Linked DNA regions of Anser cygnoides: regions 1 and 2 are each linked to region 3. Evidence: chromatin contacts called from public Hi-C data. All regions are on one chromosome and are shown on one strand. Each heading gives the region's core, a stretch centred on a gene start, on an enhancer-like site or on the middle of the called end of the contact. The rest is flanking DNA. Distances are from core to core; before and after follow the strand shown. Region 1 has its middle 200 kb from the start of MYC. Region 2 has its middle 170 kb from the start of MYC. Region 3 has its middle 350 kb from the start of MYC.

What was found. Hi-C and Micro-C count contacts between places; a contact is called where the count stands out from the background.
Region 1: a Hi-C map of liver shows a contact between it and region 3, with 2.9 times the contacts expected there. The contact joins two enhancer-like sites. A contact is called at or near these places in 2 of 7 Hi-C or Micro-C datasets (both in liver).
Region 2: a Hi-C map of liver shows a contact between it and region 3, with 19 times the contacts expected there. The contact joins two enhancer-like sites. A contact is called at or near these places in 2 of 7 Hi-C or Micro-C datasets (both in liver).

Annotation. Positions count from the first base shown.
Region 1 is chr2:152,964,832-152,969,444 of Taihu_goose_T2T_genome, forward strand. No RefSeq gene overlaps it. Among named protein-coding and RNA genes, the nearest start is that of MYC, 200 kb to the right of the region's middle. Within about 2 kb of position 1,805, at least 1 of the 3 cell types and tissues checked has open chromatin away from gene starts, as enhancers often do. A contact at or near this core is called in liver, where this site is marked.
Region 2 is chr2:152,999,213-153,003,616 of Taihu_goose_T2T_genome, forward strand. No RefSeq gene overlaps it. Among named protein-coding and RNA genes, the nearest start is that of MYC, 170 kb to the right of the region's middle. Within about 2 kb of position 2,914, at least 2 of the 3 cell types and tissues checked have open chromatin away from gene starts, as enhancers often do. A contact at or near this core is called in liver, where this site is marked.
Region 3 is chr2:153,522,639-153,526,610 of Taihu_goose_T2T_genome, forward strand. No RefSeq gene overlaps it. Among named protein-coding and RNA genes, the nearest start is that of MYC, 350 kb to the left of the region's middle. Within about 2 kb of position 2,228, at least 1 of the 3 cell types and tissues checked has open chromatin away from gene starts, as enhancers often do. A contact at or near this core is called in liver, where this site is marked.

The sequences.
Region 1 (4,613 bases), core at 555-3,054, 560 kb before region 3:
TTTAAAATGAAGAGAAAAAGAATCCTTATCATAAGCTAATTTATTATAATAACAAGGGAATTATTTATGGTCAGATTCTGAAAAGGCATAAATCACATTCAATTTAAGAAATTTACACTATTTTTTGCATGTAGTACATGCAAATATTACTTACCTTCAGTGCAGATACACCCTAAGCTGAGGTTGCAAACGTTAACATTTACTACAACTGGAAGAAATAATGAATTTGAATTTGTAAAAGTAACTGAACAAAGTCCAAGAAGGTGCTGAGTATCACAAGACCAATGGGAACTATAGGAGGATGCACTGGAAGAGATGGCCCTGATCTGTGTCATTTCTTGTAATGGCCAATCCTTGTTAAAAGTCCCTTGCTTGCTTATGTCACAACGTCATTTGTACTGCGCCGCCAAAATATTCACAGGATGCCAAAGAGCTGACTTTCTGTGAGATCTTGGCAATCCTTCAAGGTTGTTGTCACAAAATGTAGTTCTCCTCTCCAAACAAAAGTTTGTTGGTAACAACTCATTGTCCATCAAATCAGATATTACCCGTCTAGTGCCATCAACATGACACGTTGTCCATACATGAAGCAGCAGGTCCCAAACCTGACCAGGGGTGCACAACTACACAACAGTCAGGAGCTGAAATTTGCTGCCTGTTTTTGAGATGTCCCTGCTGCAGACTTCTAGCCTGTTGTGCAAGAGCTTCCTGAATGCCCTCCATTGTAGGCATCTGGCTCTGCTTGCAGCTTTCCAGAGAAGTGCAGCCCCAGAGCATGCTCTCGGGTGGGCCAGGAAGCTGCATAGAGGGCTGCAGAGGCAGGCTTCGGAAAATCAGTACTCAGCACTTATGGCCTCTCCAAGGAAGGCAGCATATTCCTACTAAATCTGCATTAGCTGGATACATGTCATGAAACTGTCACCCTGACACACTCCTAAGGGGAAAGTTTGTACAGCTCGTATCACAACACATCTTCCTGGATCCTCTTAGTCTTCCACTGCAGCCATACCATTAAAGCCAAGTTAAGCTAAGGAATGCACCCCACAGGACCTTCTGCTGAAACAGGTGCAATTTAAGGCCTCTTGCTGGTCCTTGCGTGCAATATCTTCTTTGTAATTCACTGTGACGGAGGATCCCAGCTATTAAATTAACAGGTGTGAATGGCACAGCAAGACTAGGACAAGGAAAGACAGAGTTGTCGTTGTATTTAAATGCAAATTATTACAATTTAAATGCATTTTCTTTGTAGGACATTACACTGTTTCTCACTGTGTTTCATAGGAAATAAAGTAAAATGAAAGCCAGGACTAGTAATTGCAGAAAGACAATGTATACAGGGAAGCTGGTTTTACCTGAATAATATAAACTGATCTTCAAAAGCTCATTAACAACAGAGTCGTACTGTTTATTTTTATTGCAGTTGTGATTTTTAGGATTAGGACTATCAATATTTATTCATGTTTAACAGAACACAAACATCCGGTCAGTCCTGGCAAAGTGATATCCACTGAACTGCAATTTCATTGCACTTTAGTCATAGATCAAACAAAGGTCCCATTTATAGTAGGAGGGTAAAAGTACAACAGAGTCGGTAACAAGTGTGGCTATTGCCATAATACCTAATCTGTTGTAAATGACATATGAAGTTCTTTGTGAACCCAGCTATTGTCAATGGCAGGGGCAAAATCTGTGGTTTTTACCCGGTCAAACTCAGGTCTTACTAGAAATAAGGACTAGATGTGTGACTGCTTCTCCAGGTAAAAGCACCTTAGAAACTGAGGCAGATTATTTGGCAAACTGCTATTTCCACGTGAGGTTTCTCCAGATAACACTCCTTGCTGTTGCTTAATGGGTTTGAATTTGGGTCTTTTCAGCTGTTTTTTCCCAGGAAGTCTGTACAGTATACACCCTGAAGGTCTTGCCCAGGACACCTGACCACGTCTGCTGCCAGAGCTGCTCAGGACTGCAGATATATCTGTAGGGTCCAATATCCAGGGCTGAGGGACTCTGACCTAAGCAAAAGCTCCAAGTATGACTACATACTTAAAAATAGCAAAGCTAAACAACACGCATACCGGGCGAAGCGTGCTGAATGACATGGATTTGCCAGGATAGCTGAACTCAAGGAAGATTTGAGGGGTACTCTGTGGCCTTAGCCATATGAGCAATTATTTGTTGTTACGAAAAGTATTTGAGAGCTTGCCAGTGCATTCACTCTCACAGCACCCCAGGATGTGGCAAAGTGCTGCCAGCCTTCCTGGGGGCTGGGGGAAAGGAGGAGGTTGCACAACCTGGCCAGGGGAGCTACGGTCAGGCAGCCCAGCAGCACCTGCTGCTCGCACCTCTCCGCGGTCCTGGTGGCGTGCCAGCCACCTCACCTCCTGGGCTCACAGTCTTGCTGTAATTCACCCCCCTCATAGACTGAGAAATGCAGTGCAGTTTCTCCTTCCCTCAAATATTTAGGGGTACGTGATTTTACGTAAAATATTGCAAAAAAATAACAAGGGAATTGCTAAGGAAAACATTTTCTGCCAGAAGACATTAACACACCTTGGAGTGTGGTTAGTCTCACTCCAGGGGTTTAAAGAAGTTTAGCATGATAGAATTTCATAAATAGTAATATGTAAAGTACAAATCACTAATAAAAAATACTATTAATACTTTTTTTTGTGGATTTCCCAAAGCTGTTTCTCTGTCTTATGTAAACTGCATGCTCCTCAGGGCAGAGACTGCTTGGAGTCTGTGGCATGGACATCACTGAGTAGAAAAACTAATGAAGAAAGAAAATTAATTTCTTCATTTACTATTCTGACTATCAAAAATGCTCAAGGGGGACACAACAATGTGAAAAGTGAGGAGAAAATACAGCATATTTTATACATTTATTTTCATCTCCGGATGATTTTGACCACAAGAAAGTATTTGCCCATGATAGATGAACTGAGTTGCCATTCCTGTTAATATACTACTGTTTAATGATTTCTTTTCAGTATTCATTTTAATACAGTCAATGTTTACTTAGAAGGACATTAATAACACCAGGATATCTATCATATAGGAAATGGCTAATGAAATCTGTTTCATTTGTCAGTGGATGTTTATGTTTCAAAGCCGCATTGGATTGTTTATGCAAGATTTAGGGGAGAATGTTAGTGTTTCATTAGTGACTAATAACGAGAGTGAAGTTAAATGGCAATTAGTATGGATTTTTATTATTATTACTATTGCTATTATTTACATTACATCAGGACTCCCTTGGGCTGCAGATCGATGCTTGAAGCAGCTCAACTGTTGCTGCAAAGACTTCAGAATGAGACAAAGTATGTTTGATAGTGATATGGACACAGGACTGAGAGCCAGAGTTGTCAAGCTCTGCAAATGAGCTGACTCACTGCCAGTTGCTCCTGTGGTGAATCGTCCTACAAGTAGCCTTGTTGTCTCTAACACATCTTCTATATGAACGAAGCTTATAAGATTTCTGAATGTGGGATGCTTATACTCAACAGCTAATTCAGAGCTAATCTGCATCTCCTAGTTTGATGGTTTTGGAACCGACTCATTCATTTTTCTCTCAATAGCTGCTTCAAATTGGATTCAAAGGTCAAAATCTTTATGCATAACACATATAGCTTCTGTGGAGTTTTGCAGATCTCTACCATCTCAGAAATGGACCCCATGGTTTGAACACTACTGTGTTTGAGGAATTTCCTTTTGAAAAGTACAAATGTCTTTGCAATTTATGAAACGATTCAGGCATTTGAAAATGGCATGTTCCTTCTTCCTTTGCAAGTCAAGGTCTGAGTTCATTATTTGAGATTTTCCTTCCTTTCTTGCAAAAAGTTCAAAGAGGTACATCCTTGTTGCAAGGACATGAGAGTTGCCAGATTGCATCACAACAGGGACTGTTATGAGCATGGAAACAAGATCCCAGAAAGCTGGGGAGCTGCACTTGTCTTTGGCTGTCTTTTGCCCACCTTGTTCTTTGTGAACAAGGACAAATGTTAATGCCTTCCACTAAAAAAATAATACATAGTTTTGGTCAGGATGCACTTATGTGCAAGTGGAATTTAGTCCAAAATGACAATGACTGATGTCCAGCAATCTACCCTTTCCTTTTCAAATGATAAAAAAAAAAAAAAGTGCACATTGAAATCACCGGAAAATTGAGTCACTCTGGCTATGTTAACAGCATGGAAAGGAAGGTATATTGCCACAGCAAAACATTTCCCTTTTAGTTACTGCTAAAGAATGAAATGCAAATTCCAAAGGCAGTTCCCTTCCTCCTCTCCCCCTTCCCCAGCAATCCCTGAGAGTACAGAATATTATTAAAAAATGCCAAATCCAACCTTCTCTGCACTCCTACAACTACTTCCAAAGTCAACAGAGTCACGGGTGCACAAGGAACTAAGTGCCCCATCAACATACTTTAATTTTTAGCCATTATTAAATGTAAATCTTTCTAACATCAATATTTATTCCTGCTAAATATTAAGAATGTTTAGGCTTATGAGTCACCAGTTCTTTTCCAGTTAGCGCTTGCTCTACCACTTCCACCCTTGAATGGAACTAGAGATTTACACACGATATCAGCAAAGTCAACTGTTAGGAAAAGG
Region 2 (4,404 bases), core at 1,664-4,163, 520 kb before region 3:
TTCAGCTCAAAGACTTCAGGAGCCTGGGGCTTAGGTTTGGTTATGGATTTCCTTCATTTGCATTTTTTAAAACTCTTTGATATTTGTCCAAACTTAAAAACTCAAACATCCTTGGCTTTGCTGAGTTTTCTTATGTATGTATGTATGTGTTTGTGCTCACATATAGCTGTGTGACTTGTTATCTCAAAGATGCAAATGCCTGTGGGATAGGGAGGTCTGTGCCACAGCTGATGATCCAGCATGGTTTGTCATCCACCACCAGGAGACAGGCTGGGATGAGAATGGAGCTGTTCTTTTTTTCCACGTTAGAAGGAACTGCCCTGACCTCAGGCTAAAACAGAAAGAAAAATCATCCCTGAGATGAGCAGAGGAACTGAGTTTTCAAGCCCATTTTAAGGGCTACATTTGTGCCCACTTTGCCAAAATCAGAGGTAAATCATTGCAGTGTCCTGTCTCCCATAAATACACACACACTGATAACATAGGGTGGCCTGCAGCCAGTTCAGCCTGCACAGTTGGAACCTTTGTTTTCAGGGTTCAGTTGAAAGGGGAGTAAATATTTGCAAAAGAACATTTTCCTAACAGGAATGCTCTCAAAAGTACATTTTCTGGAAAACAGCTCTGCCATCATCCTCTTTTATTGTAGAGTCCTGCAAGCCCAGGGCCCACAGACAGAGAAATAAATCAAGTGCTCTGAACCTGCATGTTCAGCCCTTACTGCAAACTCGTGTAAGAGCTGCTCAACTGGGAGAGCACTGATAAGGTGACCTGACTTCACAGAATTTTGAAGAACTGTCCTTTGAACTTTGAAAGCCTCATTTGTAAAAGATAAGATTTACGGCCCTAAGGAAGGCAGGAAAGAGTGGACAAATTGTTGTCACCCAGGGAAGCCTTCCTGATAATTTTCCTTTCCACTTCCAAGAACAGAGCATTTTAGAAACACCAGTGGACAATAACCCCTTTGCTGAGTCTACCTGACTTTGATTTCAGTCAATTTGACATTTTAGGCTTTACTTAAGTAACTTTGATGTACCTTTAAAGATTAAATCCTGATAATGAAAGAACATGTGCACTTCAGATGATTTGTATTTGTGTAGATGCTTAAAAAAAAAGTGGGGGGGAACAAGAAAAAAACATCCACACATTTTAAAAACCAACTTTGTCATTTGCTAGACGTAAACATTATTAATATTTTGTCAATATTCATATTTCACTTGCAGCCCCTGCAGAGATAGGGCCATTCTGTGAGACGCAGTGTTTATTAATAAAAGATAGTCCATCCCGGATTCATCTGCCTTACAAGAGACGTTTAATTGAGATGTTTCATTTAGGACTAAAGTCACTAGAGGCTTCTTCTATAATCAATGGGGCACTATGTGGGGTGATTCGGACATTTGTCAGCCAGAGTTGCTGTGTGGAAAAGCTTCTCTTTCTTGTCAATACATAAATATCTTAGGCACCTGAAGGGCTGAAAGATAGGTAAGATAAATCTGGGCCTCCCTTCTCTCAGAATGTATGGTTAAAAAAAAAACGGTGGGGGGGTGGGGAGGAGCAGGAGGCAGAAAATGTTAAACTTCCTCCCTACAAAAAGAATATGAGGTACAGAGCTTAGGTGACCTACTCAAGGCCAGAAAGCAGGAAACAGATCCAGGTATTGATCATAATTCTTTGAAAGCAGCATCTTAGTTATAAAAAACATCTTACACCTCTGGCAGTGGCCTCAGGATTTTTCCTAACATGAATAAAAATGCTAGAGCTGGAAAATGGTTCCACAAGTAAGTGTTCACTCAATTTATTTCTTTCTTAAAAATGTTGAAAATTATTATATTTTTTTTTAATCTCTTTAATACCTGTTAAATTTCCTTTGAAAGTTCTTAGGAACATTATTTTACTTTTTTTTTCTTCCCAGAGGCTCTCAAATATATTATCACACAAAGGCTAATGTAGCTTTGCTGAAATCTGTTTCTCATCTTCTGTATGTGACAGTTTTGGCCATATGCACAAAGAAGGAAGACTCCCAAAACCAGTCATGTCTCTGGAACAACTGGTGTTGCGTGGCTTATCCCTGCCCTAAACATGACAAAAAGCAAAAATCTTCAAAATTTCCATTACTGATTTCCTTAAACAAATATTTCATATTAATTTATTGAAATTTTGAACTAAAAAGTTATGTTTCAAAGAACAGAAACATTTTATTCAGATAATAACTATTTGGGGTACATCTACATTTTTTCCTAACTATTAAAAGTTTCTTAAAACAACTCAATATCACAAAGTTTTACTTCTGACTTATTTTTTACAAAGGGTAGATACACACAAATAGAAGGATGATTACAGCAGATCAGAGCAAAGGTCTGTCTGATTCAGTATGCAGTCCCTGACAGTGTCAATTTTTCATTTAAAAATGCCAACTACATTGAACAAGAGAACAGAACGGCCAGAGACACAGTTGGCACAGTCTATGCACAACAAATGGATTCAAATATTCATGCATAAAATATGCAACAATCAGTTCCAAAGTTGTAAACAAATACACAGAAAAAAAAAATAGATGGAATAAAATTAATGAAATAAGTTATTTGCTATAAATACTTTGGCTATTTCTTATGGATGTAATTTCTGCCTCAAAGAGAAAACAAAATTATGAACTATATTTATACAACAGAATCTACTTCAGCATTTGACAATAAAAGTTTAAAATTGTATCATGATAGGAAGAACTCCACAGCTTAGCAAAAAAAAAAAAAAAAGCAAACTGTGGAGTTTGGAAACGATTTTGCTGGAGCACACTATCTAGTTTTGTTGCTCACAGTTCAGATAATAAATGTAAAGAAAATGTATGGAGGGTAAAGAGAAGAGCCACCAAAATTCTGTGAAAGTCACAGAAAATGCACTGCTGTGAGGTGCTGAAAGCTTGCCTAGCTGCTTGCTCAGACAGAAGATGAGCTTTGAAAGACCTGACAGGGAAATTTAACCATTGGGAGGCACTCCTAAGTGAAAAGACAGACTAGCTCTTTCTTGGTTTCTTATAGTCAATGCATGCTTTAGCTAAATAAAAAATAGTGAAGTCAGTGCAGAGTTGTGCAATATGGGAAGCCAAGCCAGATGTCACTAATTTGTGACAGTCACTAATAATGTGAGCAGGATAGTTGTTTGCTCAATAAAAATAGTTTAAACAGGCTTCTCCTTGCTGATCAAGAAAACTGGGTATTCAGCATTCAGGCTGCCTAGAATCATGACAGAAAGAGCATTCCATGTGGACAAGCCCATTATTTTTGCATAGGAGAAGGCTTGTTACAGATTTACACTGGAGAAACAAGAGTGCTGTACTGGACTTCCTTCTGCTCTTAAGTAGAACTTCAGCCATAGGTGAATTCACAGCAAACAGGCAGCTGATCACAGGGAACTTTGTTCTGTGTTGACATCAGAACTACTCTTTGTGCCAGTGACCTAGAGAGCAAAGAACTCCACAAGTGGCAAAACTGCCAGATCACTTCACCATAGTACCATTAGAAAAGGCCATGAGCACTCAGACCATTCACGTCTCCAATGATCTGTTTGTCCTTGGAAGGCCAAACATATAACTTGTCCAAATAAACACTGTCCTTTAAAAACAAAAACAAAGTCAAATGAAGCTACACAGTTCTCAGCAAAACTGTTCAGAAAAACATCCATTTCCTCAGTAGCTTTGGTGCTTCTTCTCATCTACTGTTCAGAGAGTACTTCCACCTGTCTGAGAGGGCTTACATTTCCCACCTCATGCATGGTGCACTCAGGACCATGGTTAATGGGGATCTTGGATAGCACTTTTATTCCAGACATACCTGTGGAAACAATCATATGTTGGGGAAAAAAAAAAAGTAATTAAAAATAAAATATTCTGTCCATTAGAAGGAGGAAAGAAGAAAATAAAGGAAATGTAGAAAAGGAATGGGTCACTGAATCACTGAATTAGGGAAAGAGAAGTCTGATTTCACTTTCCAGCTCCATTTCACGTTCAGAGATTTTTAGTACAAAGGAGAACATGACCAACTGAACTTACATAAAGGTCCCATCAAGTGAGGAATCACAACGAGCATAGAATTACTGCAGATTGGAACCTTCAAGAGAGATCTACAGGGAAAATGTGAGTTTTCTGGGAGCTCCACAAAGAAATCCTTAGCTTCTGAGGCTCTGAGGATGTCCTTCTTCAGGTATCTATCTATTCAGGTAGCTCTTTGAGTTTTCACAGTAAAAATTCAGGTTAGTTACCTAGAGGCTCTAGATGGTTCTAGGTCTAGTTGATGGCAGAGCAGCTGTCCTGAGGATCTAAATTTTGGACTTGGGCATTAAAATTAGAAGTTAAGAGACAACTAAGCTTTGTGGAGCTCTAGCTTCGTTAAAGGATGTAGCAATAAAGCATTA
Region 3 (3,972 bases), core at 978-3,477:
AAGGGTAAAGACCAGGGCCAAGCAAAGATTTCCCCTTCTATTTGGAACGCTCTGAGAAACCGAGGAACTACTTGTAGCTTTTTCTGTTTAGAGGAGAATAAAGAAAAAAAAATAGGGAAAGGTGAACTCTAAGTTCATGGTGCAAGAGGTTGATTTGGGCAGGTTTGGTTGATTTCAAGAAACTTCTGGCTCAGAGGGCCCTACGTAATTTTTACCATCAGTCTGTTTCTTATAAGGACAGTGATGGAATGAGAATTAGTTAATGCTGGGGTCAATATGTGACCTGAACATGAAATATTTGATAACTCATTCCATTCCATCATCTCTTTCCTAAAGAAGTTGCTACTAATAGATCAGAACAAAACAAGGGAGCAGTGGCTTTCAGGTCCCCTAGTGCCTGTTGATCCTTCTCATCAAAATTTTCTGTGTGGTTTCTGCCCTTCCATGGTACAGCAGTTACATCACAGGTACAGCTGTTGTGCATTTTGCAGCCTCTGGACCAAAGGTGCCATCTCTCTTCCACAGATATTCACAGGTCTTGTCATTGACTACAGTGCAAACAGAAGCATATCTTATTTTATAAAAAACAAACAATCTTTAAAATCCCCAAAAGACTAAAGTAATGTAAAATCATCTTCAGACCTGCTTAATAGCTTTATATTCTCAATGACACTTCTTTTAAGGACTGAAAAGCAGAGATTTAGGAAAGCAATTTTTCATTCTGTAGAGACTGTCTGACTTCAGGAGTAATATCTATATTTTCATTTTATGCACAAATCGTCATCTCTTGCTCATTAAGGGATAAGAAAAGTGGAACACTAAAGGGTAAAAGCAGGATCTAAAAAAGGATCTAAATTCTAGATATATTTGTCTCCCCTATTCTGCAATATGTTTGCACAAGTACATAAGTATACAAAATTCAGAGAAGTTTTGCCCTTGGATCTTCAGTGCTGAAAGACAAGAAATGGTGAAGTACATGTTATATGTCCTTCTGTCTTGTCTATTTGTCCAAAAGGTGAGAAGGAGATCAAAATGCAAAATTACTGACATGTAGTTCAGGTGAGAAGGAGGGACATATCCCCTTTCTCCTGTAAGCCTGCAAGCAGTTCTCCATGCTAGTCCATTCCTTGGGGTGCCTCCAGGTATATTCATCTTACTGTAGAAATATCAGGACCTGGCCGCTGGGTCAGCAAATTACATACATCCATCTGTCTTAACCCCTGTAATGAGGTTTATGTGAAGGGTAAAGTTTAAAAGCTGGGGCAGAGACCATGAACTCATCCGAAAATATATGGCCTTATATCCATATGAAGTGATGGCTCCAACAACAAAATTCCCCTAGGTTTAAAATGTATCCCAGCCCTATTGCTATTTTCCCTCAAACCAAATTGCTCCATTGGTCTACTCCAACTGATTTTGTGAGTGAAACTAAATGGGACAGAATAGATTTAAATGTTATAAATGTCCAAAAAAAAGAAATGGGGAAAATGGGTATAATTTTTAGGGAAATTACTTTAAGTAGATATAAAATGTATTAGCCTTCCTAACAGGCTGGTTAAGGTACATGCTTACATCCTGACTCAGTTTTACTCAGTCCCAAAGGGGACTAAGTAAAATAAATAAATAAATAAATAAATAGTCCACTTCATGAATAAGAAGTGGAAGCAAAAAGAGAGAAGTCAAGACCTCGCTATTTCTTCCTCAGTCAGTTTAAAGACCCATTGCCCCATCCTAGTCCCTCTAGACCAAAAGGGAGTTTTACCATTGACGTTAATGGGAACAGGATCTGGCCCAGTAACTGGCTGTTTTGGATCTGTTTCTGTCGCCCTTGCTGCATTGTTGCTGAGAGTACAGAACATCCTCGCCTTCTGTTTTTCACTCCTTAATGTTTCCTTAGAATACTTAGGCGGAGAGTGACTGTAAATGCTTAACCTTTGTCAATGGCAGACATTCAAGAGAGTTTGGCTGCCTCCTATTTCCTTGTGGACACTGATTTAAGAGTCCATCCAAAACATTTGTTCAGAAGGATATGACTAACATGAAAATCTGTCACTGTATAAACATAGTGACCAAAACCTATTTGGCAGCATTTTAGATCTGCTGGCTAATAATTAGGTATTTATGTTTGCTTTAACAGCACCAGTTGTGATGATCTAATGTCGTTTAGTATTTATATGGATAGCTCATCAGATTTTTTTCTTTTTACAATGATTCAGCATAATTACATGGAAGATAAAGAACATTTAAACAAAAAAAAAAACTTTTTTCAGTAACTAATGCAAAATTTCAGTCAGGGGCACATTAGAAATGACATGCTGAGCTCACATGAGAAGAACAACGCCTGAATTTACTGGAAACATTGCAGTAAGGGTGAGTGAAGTCATTGAAAACAAATTGCTGTTCCCTTCCTAAATAGGCTTGGGCTGGAGTAGGGTCCTCTGGGTTGTGACCAGATTTAGCATTCACAGCCAGTTTGTTTCACAGAAATGCAGTACAATCTCTAGGGAAACAAATCTGCAAAAAATGTGCATGAGAATTTTTGGGGCGGGGAGGGATACACGGATCTAATGCAGTCAGAAGCATATTAAAAGCTATAAACAGTTTGCTGTTGTTTGGGCTGGTTCAGAAGATCGCTTAATCGTTTACTGACACTCTTATCACTGCAACAGGTTTTGTTATTCTGATCCAACTGTGTCAAAAGTTATGTGAACACATATATCAGTCTATAATTCAAGTACATGTTGTTATTCACTATCACAAAAACTATAAAGACTCTGAAACCCTAATGATACCGATCCAAGTACACTTTGATAAGCTTGAAGGGCGTACGATTTGTATTAAAGTGTACCTCCTACAGACTGTTTTCAGAGCATCATAAAGGAGTAGGAAAATTACCTTTGATACACCTGCTACTAAAGAGCTTGTGAAAATGTTTGAGGACAAGACCTTTTTTCTGCCCACTCAATGAAGCAAGAACAAGGAGAACATTACCTTGTTTGACTGCTTGCAAGAAGCAGAAAAATCTGTACGCTTCTCCACACACACTTCTCAGATCACCCCAGCAGAACTTAGGAGATGACGGAAAGTCAAATACTGTGTTCTGAGAACCATATGAGAGACAAATTCACCCATAAGCTTTCAAAATCTAACAATGGCAAAGAGAATTCAGTGTACAGAATTGCCACCATGGAAAGTATTACTGCTGCTTGGTACCATCAATTCTTCATGATTTTTATCCTTATTGTGGTACTTTGATATGATGAAGAATACATTTCTGTACAATCTACTTTTAGCTTTACTAGGTTAGGTCTTACCCTCATAGTTCCACTTCCCTTGCAGTGCATTTCCTGTTCTGAATCATTAATTTCACTCTGATAAACACTTTAGCTAGGAAGTTGGAAGTTACTATGAAAGAATCATAGAGATTAGGAGTCATCAAATCCATCCCTCCTCTTTTCAGGAGGAGAAAACAAAGAAAGGATGACAGGGAATGAGATGAGAAGATAACAATACTATGGTATACATGTGACTAATTGCGCCAGCCAAACAAGTGCAGCTGGAAACAGGATATGTTTCGGACAAGCCACTCTAAAAAATTCTAATCTGTTATGAGATTCATTTTTTCCATGAATATTTTTAACTCTGCGATCCCTAATTTTTCATGGCTCACCAAGGACATAGATGTGTCTTTGGGGCTCTATTGTCAGTATGTGGATCCCTCTACTTTTGGGAAGTAATGGACTTTGATTTCTGTGGGGAAATTTGATAAGGGTGAAGCAAGGAGAGGAAGAGAGTAGACTTGCATCCTAATGTGAGATATTGTTTGCCCTATAACTTCTTTCTGCCTCTCTTTTGGGATCTGCTCAAATCATCTTTGCCAATGTCAGTTCTTTATTTTCCTACTCATAGAGATATTAATATGAGACTGCTTCAAAAAGGAAAATATTCTCTCCACAGCTTCCAGTGCTCTGG